Linked DNA regions of Sus scrofa: all the other regions are linked to region 1. A link is a contact called in public Hi-C and HiChIP or PLAC-seq data. All regions are on one chromosome and are shown on one strand. Each heading gives the region's core, a stretch centred on a gene start, on an enhancer-like site or on the middle of the called end of the contact. The rest is flanking DNA. Distances are from core to core; before and after follow the strand shown.

What was found. A called contact is a pair of places that touch in the nucleus more often than the background predicts. HiChIP or PLAC-seq counts read pairs in DNA pulled down with a chosen protein or histone mark.
Region 2: a contact with region 1 is called in a Hi-C map of liver, with 7 times the contacts expected there. The contact joins the promoter of GTPBP3 here to the promoter of MYO9B in region 1. A contact is called at or near these places in 1 of 5 promoter capture datasets (liver), 3 of 47 Hi-C or Micro-C datasets (heart right ventricle, liver and skeletal muscle) and 1 of 2 datasets of contacts at active chromatin or transcription factors (alveolar macrophages).
Region 3: a contact with region 1 is called in an H3K27ac HiChIP or PLAC-seq map of alveolar macrophages. The contact joins the promoter of BABAM1 here to the promoter of MYO9B in region 1. A contact is called at or near these places in 1 of 5 promoter capture datasets (liver), 3 of 47 Hi-C or Micro-C datasets (alveolar macrophages, heart right ventricle and skeletal muscle) and 1 of 2 datasets of contacts at active chromatin or transcription factors (alveolar macrophages).

The regions. Positions count from the first base shown.
Region 1 is chr2:60,566,152-60,568,910 of Sscrofa11.1, forward strand. MYO9B (unconventional myosin-IXb) reads right to left here and starts at 1,328. Exons shown (of 42, transcript XM_021083575.1): 1 at 1,226-1,328. It overlaps HAUS8 (HAUS augmin-like complex subunit 8), which reads left to right and starts at 1,424. Exons shown (of 11, transcript XM_021083576.1): 1 at 1,424-1,692. The coding sequence starts at 1,664.
Region 2 is chr2:60,353,976-60,356,734 of Sscrofa11.1, forward strand. GTPBP3 (tRNA modification GTPase GTPBP3, mitochondrial) reads right to left here and starts at 1,428. Exons shown (of 8, transcript XM_021083561.1): 1 at 1,277-1,428; 2 at 684-937; 3 at 191-573; 4 at 1-41. The coding sequence starts at 1,329.
Region 3 is chr2:60,406,363-60,409,121 of Sscrofa11.1, forward strand. BABAM1 (BRISC and BRCA1-A complex member 1) reads right to left here and starts at 1,380. Exons shown (of 9, transcript XM_021083571.1): 1 at 1,131-1,380; 2 at 1-254. The coding sequence starts at 203.

The DNA of each region.
Region 1 (2,759 bases), core at 78-2,577:
AAGAAAGGAGCGGGTACCCACCAAGTGTAAGGCACAATCTTCCCACCAGCTCCCACCTCAGACAAAGAGGTACAGGAGAGGCTTTCCCTTAAAGACCCCTGGCCTACAGGGCGCCTGCTGGCTGCTATGCCTCTCCCAGGCTGAGCAAGCTCAGAGCCGCTGGGGGACAGATTTCCTGTATGTCGTTTTACCCATTTAAGTCCAAGGATGCAACTCGGAGGAGGTGGTGACAGCTTAGCACATGCGGGTTCTGTGCACACCCACCCCCCTCCCCGCTGAAACCCAGTTCCGGTCCCATAGCGGGCCCAATAGCACCTTCCTTGCTCTCTAGAACCCCCGGGCTCTGGCCAGCCCTGTCTTAGGAGGAGAGTGTTGGGTTTTCAAGTCCTGAATACCACCCAGAAGGCGCTGGGACTAGCCTGGCTCACCCAGCAGTTGGGGGCAAAGTCAGGAATAAGATGAATCAAGAGGGGGACAGGAAGGCCCTCGAATCTCCATGGGCTGCACCCCAACATCGGAACCGGGCCACTTTAGTCCTTTCATTTCCTTTAGTCTTTTCCTTCCTCCCCTCCTCCCCAGGCGCTCCCTGGACCGGACCTCAGCTGTTTCTTGCCTTGACTTCTACCCCCGCTTCTGCCTCTCCTCCCCTCCCCCATTTCTCCTCTTACCAATTCGGCCAGCCACCGTACCACTGGGTTCAGAACCCCTCGCGTTTATTGAGCAACCACTGAGTCCTAGGCACTGCCCTCCCTCAGGCACTATTCCTCTACCTCTTCAACCGCAGGAAGACGCCCCCAGGCCGTCCTGCACCCCTTCCCTCCCAATCGCACCCCGACTGTTCCCCCAGCGGCCTCGCTCCTCTCAACCCCCAGCTTGGGCCTCTCAACCCCGCCTCTTTGCCTCTCCCCCTCCCAGCCCCATTTCCTGCGACCCTCCAACTACCACTTAAGCCACGTCCTCCACAGAGAAGCTGCTCAAAGCCACAAGATCTGCCTCCACACCCGCCCAAAAACTCCTTCACCAGACTCATCACATCAACTTTCCTTCATCCTCCCATTCCCACTCCGTCTCCTGCAAACCCTCCGCGACACCCACGCTCGTTCCCGCCCCCTAGACCCCTGCCTTCGCGCCCCCCCAATAACCCTCAGATCCGTCCCTCCACAAGGCAGCCCGCCGATGAGAGCTTCAAGATCGAACACTCAACCCGCGGCCGCCCGGCACTCACCTGGGCCTCGGCCGCCGCGCGCCGCCGGTCCCGGGCCGGATCCCCGCCCGGCAGCCAGCCCGCTGCTCCTCGGGCCGCTCCGCCCCGCCGCGCCCGCGGCTCCCCCGCGCGCTCCCGCTTCCGGGTTCCGGAGGGGCGGGGTCCGGGGGGCGTGACGCCAGCGCGCTAGGGGGCGGGGACCCCTAAACCACGCCCATCACTTCCGACCCGGCCCCTGCCACCGGCCCATGCCACCGCCCCCTGCCACTGGTGGGCGAAACCAAGTGTGAGGGGAAGGCAGAGAGGCGCACGCGGAGGAGTCGCCCGCTCTGCCTACAGCCACACTCATCACGGCCCGCGGCAACCCCTCCTGAGGCGTCTCAATGTGGCCTGGTCGAGGTGGGGGCGGGGGCGCGGGCGCGGACTTGAAGAGCAGGCCTTTGAGTTGAAGGCGGGAAAATGGCGGATACCTCGGGGCGTGGCGCTGGGTGAGTTGAGATGCTGCGGGTCTGGATTTGTGGGTGCCAGTGGAGGGCCATGGTCGAGCGCTAGGGACAGAAGGGCAGCAGAGTTGGGGAGCGAGGGTCCTCGGGGAGAGTCCGGATCTGACCCGTCCGAGAACCATGGAGGATGCGTAGGTTCTGGGAGGTGGGATGCAGCCCATGCGCATGCCCTGCAGCGTGGGCTCAGGACCAGAGGTTGAGTTCGAGTCCCTGGTCAAGCCTGCTAGATCCTGGGTCATCTCTGGCGAGTGGCTTAAACTTCTTTGCCTCGCTTTCCTCCGCGGGCTGATGACGCTACCGCTCAACCTTGTAGGCTTAGTGGGTGGTTTCAAAGCGTTTAAAACAGTGACTGGACCCTAAAAGTGGTCCTTTGTTATTACAATTATCATTTTGCAGTGGACAAAGGAGATGATGGAGTTTTAGGGAGGGAAGGTCATTTGCTCAGGCCCACACAGCAAGAGCAAGGGTTAGGGTTAGGTAACATTTCCCTGGTGCCAGGCATGATTCCTGGGCTGTGTTTATTTGTTCATTCCACAATGTCTTTTGTGCCTGTGTGAATTAAAATTGAGTAGGCCATGTGAAATCACTTTTGTTTCCTCCACCTGATCTCGGAGAGACAGGAGTGACTAATGACTTGAAGTTAGATCTTAACTGCTCAGGAATTGAACTTGGGCAGCCTGGGTGAAAATCAGGAATCCTAGCCCCTAGACCAGCTGGATGCTAGAAGCAAAATCGCCCTAATTCTTGAATCGATTGAAAGCAAGAATATTTCAAGGAGGCAAAGCCTGAAAAAACAGGCACAAAGTTTATATGACCTGTATAAACCTACAGTCCTTGTCTGGAAAATGAAGATAAAGCAGGTCAACTGTTAGGTATTTTTAGGGTTGGGAGGATTCCAAGGAAGGAGCAGAGCAGGTGGCACCCAGCCAGCATTTGTTAAAGTTGCTTCTCCCTGCTGTGCCTGGAGGCGTCCCCCACCATGGCCTGGGTCTCACTTTGGTGTCCCCAGAGCCTACTACACAGAAGGAGGCTGCAGTGAGCTGAGCACGGGG
Region 2 (2,759 bases), core at 178-2,677, 210 kb before region 1:
TCCTCACCAAAATCAATATAGGCCTCCACATGGGCCAGAGCCTGAAAGAGGTGAGTTTGGGTAGTGTGATCACCCAGGAACCCACCCCCCAGTGTGCCCAGGTCTGGCCCGGCCCAAGGTGCCCGACTGGGCTCACAGGAAGCTCTCATGCAGGTTAGACAGGCAAGTGATGAGCAAATGGTGTACTTGCCCTAGTGAGGGTCTCTGCCCAGCCTTGGCAGAGGTGGCCCAGCTCCCCGTCCAGCTGCCTCAAGGCCTGCCGCCGCTGCGCCTCAGTTTCTGCATGGATCAGATCTGCCAGCCCCTCTACCTCAGTCAGGCTCAGCTTCCCATGGGCGAATGCCCTCCTGGTGAACTCGCCTGCCTCTGCTGGCCGCAGCCCTGGCACACTGCCTGCAGGAAGGTTCAGGGTCCTAAGCCCCTTTTGGTTCCTATCCAGGCCCACTGGTATATAGCCACACCTTAAACCCAAGGCTGCAGACTCACCCAGGGCCTGCAGGACACCACTCACCACAGCTGGGCCTCCATGCACATGGAACTCCGCGCAATCCTCACCGGTGAAACTCTGGGGACCTAGTATGGTGAGGAGATAGGTGTCAGGAGGATACCACCTGGGTAAAAGTCCGGAAGGAGGAAGTTGGGTCATAGAAGCTATATGAGGTTGCAGATCTGAAGTCCCTCACCTGGAAACCAAAGCACCAGCGCGCGGTCCAAAGGCTCCCCAGAGCAGGGGTCGCTGAGGAGGCGCAGGCAGGCTTTGCGGGCCGGGGGTAAGTCCCGGGGCGCCGTAAGGCTCCGGAGGGCGTGCCCGCTGGCTGGGCCGCTGGTTCTAATGACAGCGATGCCGCAGCGGCCTTGGCCAGAGCTCAGTGCGAAGATAGTGGACCCGGGACCCAGGGCCGGGGCGCCACTGCTCTGGCGCGGGCACGGCCTGGAACTGGAAGAGGAGGAGAGTCAGTGTTCTGAGAAACTCTGCCGCCAGAGTGGCAGGTGGATCGAAGGCTAGATGGTCAGGAGATGCCCCAAGTGTAAGTTCTGCGGCCGGGGGGATGAAAAGATTGGAAGGTTTGAGGCCGTAAGATGACTGAATAGAGATGTCTGAGAGAAGTTGATCCACATGTGGGCTCTGCGGCAGGGGGATGGACAGAGCCTTGGAAGAAGACCAAAAATACGGCTCTGCCAAAGGGAACTGGACCTCCAGATCCTAGGGAGAGGATCTGGGCCCCAAGCAGCGCCCTACGCCGTCACACCCCCTCCCCCAAGTGAGAAGCCCCACCTGAGAGGCCCACGTGCCGCCCGGGCTACCAGGGTCCATAGTACCCGCCACATGGATTCACAATCAGCGACCAGCCTTGGCAGCGCCCAGCCGGGGCTAGCCCCGCCCACCTCGCGGCGTGATCCGTAAAGGGCTCAACAATTCTCGGTTACCATTGGGCCCCGTAGAAGACGTACCGCCCACCCACTGAAGATCTTAGCTTCTATTGGCTGATTCCAGGAAAGGACAGGGTGCTAGCACTCCGGGTGCAGCTAAATGGTGTTCCCCCTGCAACATTAGACAGAATTTTTGGGATCCTAGAGCAGCAGGGATCTGAGATACCGGAAAAGAGGGTGGGGGTAAGAACAGGGCTTGGCTTAGGGCGGTGGGAATTATGGAGAAGAAAGGATTTGAGTCCCGTTTGGCCACTACATAGCCTTAGGCGAAGCAAGAGCATCTCAGTGACCGGGAGAGAATTCCGGGGAACCTATGCACTGACCCTGGGAAAATCTTGTCCATACTTCTGGGAAGATTTCTAGTTTTCTCGGAACTCTACAGTTCTCACCCCTCCCTAGATTTCCTCCCGCTGTCTCCATGGCCTCGTATACCCTTCTTCCTCTGACAAGCTCAGCCTCAGTGCCTAGCTCCAAGGTCCCCTTTGCCAGGAAGCTTCCCTAGAACCCCCAGCACAGTCCTCTCGCCCCTCTGGGCTACTCTGGCCCAGGTCTGCTGCTGCAGAGTTGAGTGTTCGGTTGGTCTATGGCTCCCCGAAAGCCAGAGGGGAGTCTCAGAGATTACTTTCAGGTTAACCCAGGACAGCGGCGGCTGATGGAATAAAGCGCAGATGGTGGAATTCCAGGCACCGGACGGGTGGGATCTCAGCAGGACGCTTTCGCACGACTAATTCTCTGGTTCTAGGACGGAGCGGGAGGGCGGCGCTCATATACTTTGGGAAGACGAACAGGATACAGGTCTAAAGACCCCATGCCTCGCTCTGCTCAATTTTTTCATTTGTAAAGAAGGGCAAACGATGACATTCGCCGTCTCCGAGTTCTGTCTGTCGAAAGTATACATCAAGTGCCTACTGTGTGAGAACAGAATTTGCCTGGGACTCTGCGCGCGCTGGCTTTTCAGTCTAATGGAGGAGGCCATTCAGGGTGGTCGGGAGGTCCAAGTGACAGGCAAAATACAGGGCACTCAGTTAAATGTGAATTTCAGATAAACAATGAGTAACGTTTTAGTGTAACTATATCCCATGCAATACTTGGGACATACTGAAAATTTATTCATTTATCCGAAATTCACATTTAACTAGGAGGACTGTAATATTATTATTGTTGTTGTTGCTTTTTAGGGCCGCACCCGCGGCATATGGAGATTCCTGGGCTAGGTGTCGAATCGGAGTTACAGCTGCCAGGCTATGCCACACCCACAGCAACGCCAGATCCAAGCCACCTCTGCGACCTACATCACAGCTCACCTCAGCGCCGGATCCTTAACCCAC
Region 3 (2,759 bases), core at 130-2,629, 160 kb before region 1:
GGGTTGAGGGTCCCATCATCAGCACTGGCTGCTTCACCTTCACCCTCACTGCGGCTGCCCACACTGGCCTGGGCCCCCAGTGCCCGGTCCTCAGCCCCCTCAGGGTTGGAGCGAGTGCGGGGCCTGGGCTCAGCAGACTGCTCCTCTTCCTCTTCCTCCTCCTCCTCCTCCTCAGTGGGACTGCTGGGCTCCACCACCTCCATGGCTCCTGAGTGGCTAGATGGAGTAGGGATGGGAGAAGCCAGGATTCTTCCCTGAAGGGTTTTAAAAGCATTTAGTTACTGGGCAGGAGAACAAGGCATGAGTTGCCTACTGACAGTAAGAGTCACTCCTCCCAGGGTCTTAGTTTCCCCATCTATGGGATGGACACCTTTTACACTTAGTGCAGCATCCACTCTGACTCAAGGTAACAGTCTATTTTTTCCTGTAGGGCTAACCCAACCCCTCCCTATTTTGTCCAGTGAGCACACCTGACCACTGTGAATGGCTCAGAGATGGGGATATGACCCAATGTAGGCCAGTGAGGGGTCGCTCTGAAACTTGCAAAAGTGCTGTTAGAAAAGGGGAACTCATCAGAGTTGCAGAGATGGGAGGTTACAAGTAGAGAGCTGGTAGAAGCTTCTAAGATGGGAAAGAGAGCCTGAAGAGATGCTCACCCAGTAAACAACAAATAGACTTCTGAGCACCTAGATCCATCTATAACTAAATTCTTTTTCTTGCTTAAGCCAGATTGAGTTGGTTTTTTTGTTACCTGAAACTGAAAATGTCCTGGTGAAGAAAGGAATAATAACTTCTAGGGTTCTCCCTACTGGGCGCTGGCTGCCTAGGGAGGGGAACAGATCTGTGTGCTACAATTTCCTCTGAGGAAAAACAGGAGGCCAGTGGAGCGGGCTGCCTAACTGCGCAATGGGTGCGGGCTGCTGGGGATGATCTCTGAGCGCCTTGCAGCCCCCACAATCTCTAAGGAAAACAAAGCTTAGCTGCAGCAAGAGGGATGAAGGCTAGACTGCAGGAGAAACCAGAACGGAAGGCGGAAGCCTCAAGGCAGGCGAGGGGCTAAAACTTTTGCGGCTAGGGACGTTAGGCCTCTGGAGACGAATCCCACAAGCATTCACCACCCAACTTCTCACCGTAGCCTGAACCTCCTTCCAACCCGGCTGTCGACTCGCTAGGAAGCCGCCATCTTTAGCAGCCGGAAGTGGTATGGCGCGGCCGCCACATCTCCTGGGAAATGTAGTTCATCAGGCCTCAAGCCGCGCGGAGATGTGAATGGGATGAAGCCGGAGAGTCTTGGATGCTGATAGGCTGGGACTGTGCTAGGCGGTGGGGTTTGGATTGCGATAAACTGGAGTGGAGCCGAGTGGAGAGGGATCTGGAAAGTGATTGGCTAAAGAGAGATGAGGAGGAACTTTTCATGTTTCTGACTGATTCCCACTGCGCTGGTCAATGCTTCTACCCTGATAGGCTGGAACGAGGCAGAGGGGAGTAGGACTTTTAGTGGGATTGGGTTCGAAAAATGGAGGAGTCCGAGCTGGCAGCGTAATTAAATGGAGTGGAACAGTTGGGCAGAGTTCAGAAGGGGCGGGCTGGTTGGTGATTGATGAAGTTGACCGCACCTCAGTGAGGGATTTTTTTTTTTTTGCCGCGGAGGTAGGCGTGGTCTAGATCCCAAGGCCCCGCCCAATTATTTAATTCTCCTTATTTTACATACATCTGCAGAAATTAAAAAACACTAAGCCAGGAGTTCCCCTCGTGGCACAGTGGTTAACGAATCTGACTAGGAACCATGAGGTTGCAGGTTCGATCCCTGCCCTTGGTCAGTGGGTTAACGATCCGGCGTTGCCGTGAGCTGTGGTGTAGGTTGCAGACGCGGCTCGGATACCGCGTTGCTGTGGCTCTGGCGTAGGCTACAGCTCCGATTCCACCCCTAGCCTGGGAACCTCCATATGCCGCGGGAACGGCTCAAGAAATGGCAAAAAGACCAAAAACAAAAACAAAAAACAAAAAACCAACAACACTAAGCCAGAACTATTTCAAACTACTCTTCCTTCTTCATGCGGAATTTACTCTTCAGCCCCATAACTATTTTATTTTATTTTGCTTTTTAGAGCAGCACCTACAGCATATGGAAGTTCCCAGGCTGCGGGTCTAATGCGAGCTGCAGCTGCCAGCCTAACCACAGCCACAGCAACTTGACATCTGAGCCGCATCTGCAACCTACACCACAGCTCATCGCAATGCCAAATCCTTAACCACTGAGCTAGTCCAGAAATCGAACCCGCACCCTCTTGAATACCACTGGGGTTTGTTACCACTGAGCCACACAGGAACTCCACCATAACCACTTTAAAGCTGAGCCTCAGTTTCTTTATTTGTAAAAGCCTACCCAAATCAGCCAGGCTCTGGTTCAGTGGTAGCCCAGAGGGGCTATCACTGCTTTGAAAATGGAGAATTTGTTGGAAAAAAAAACAAGAAGAGGGAGGTCATTCTCGGCAGAAAGAACTGCCTGGGCAAAGGTCTGGAGACTTTGAGGAGCCTTGGAGGGCTGGAGCCTCTCACAGGTTAATATGGCCAGAGCAGAGGGTTAGAGAGAGAATTTCATTGCCCCTGGGTACACACCCCTAATATCAGAGAATTTCAACTTCTCTCCTTGTGTCTCTGGGGACACAGAAGCAGGAAGACTCAGCCTCCTAGGGTCTGTCGGTGGGAGATTCAAGAACATTCATGCTGCCCTAGGCTCTGCACAGTTTAAACCAAAG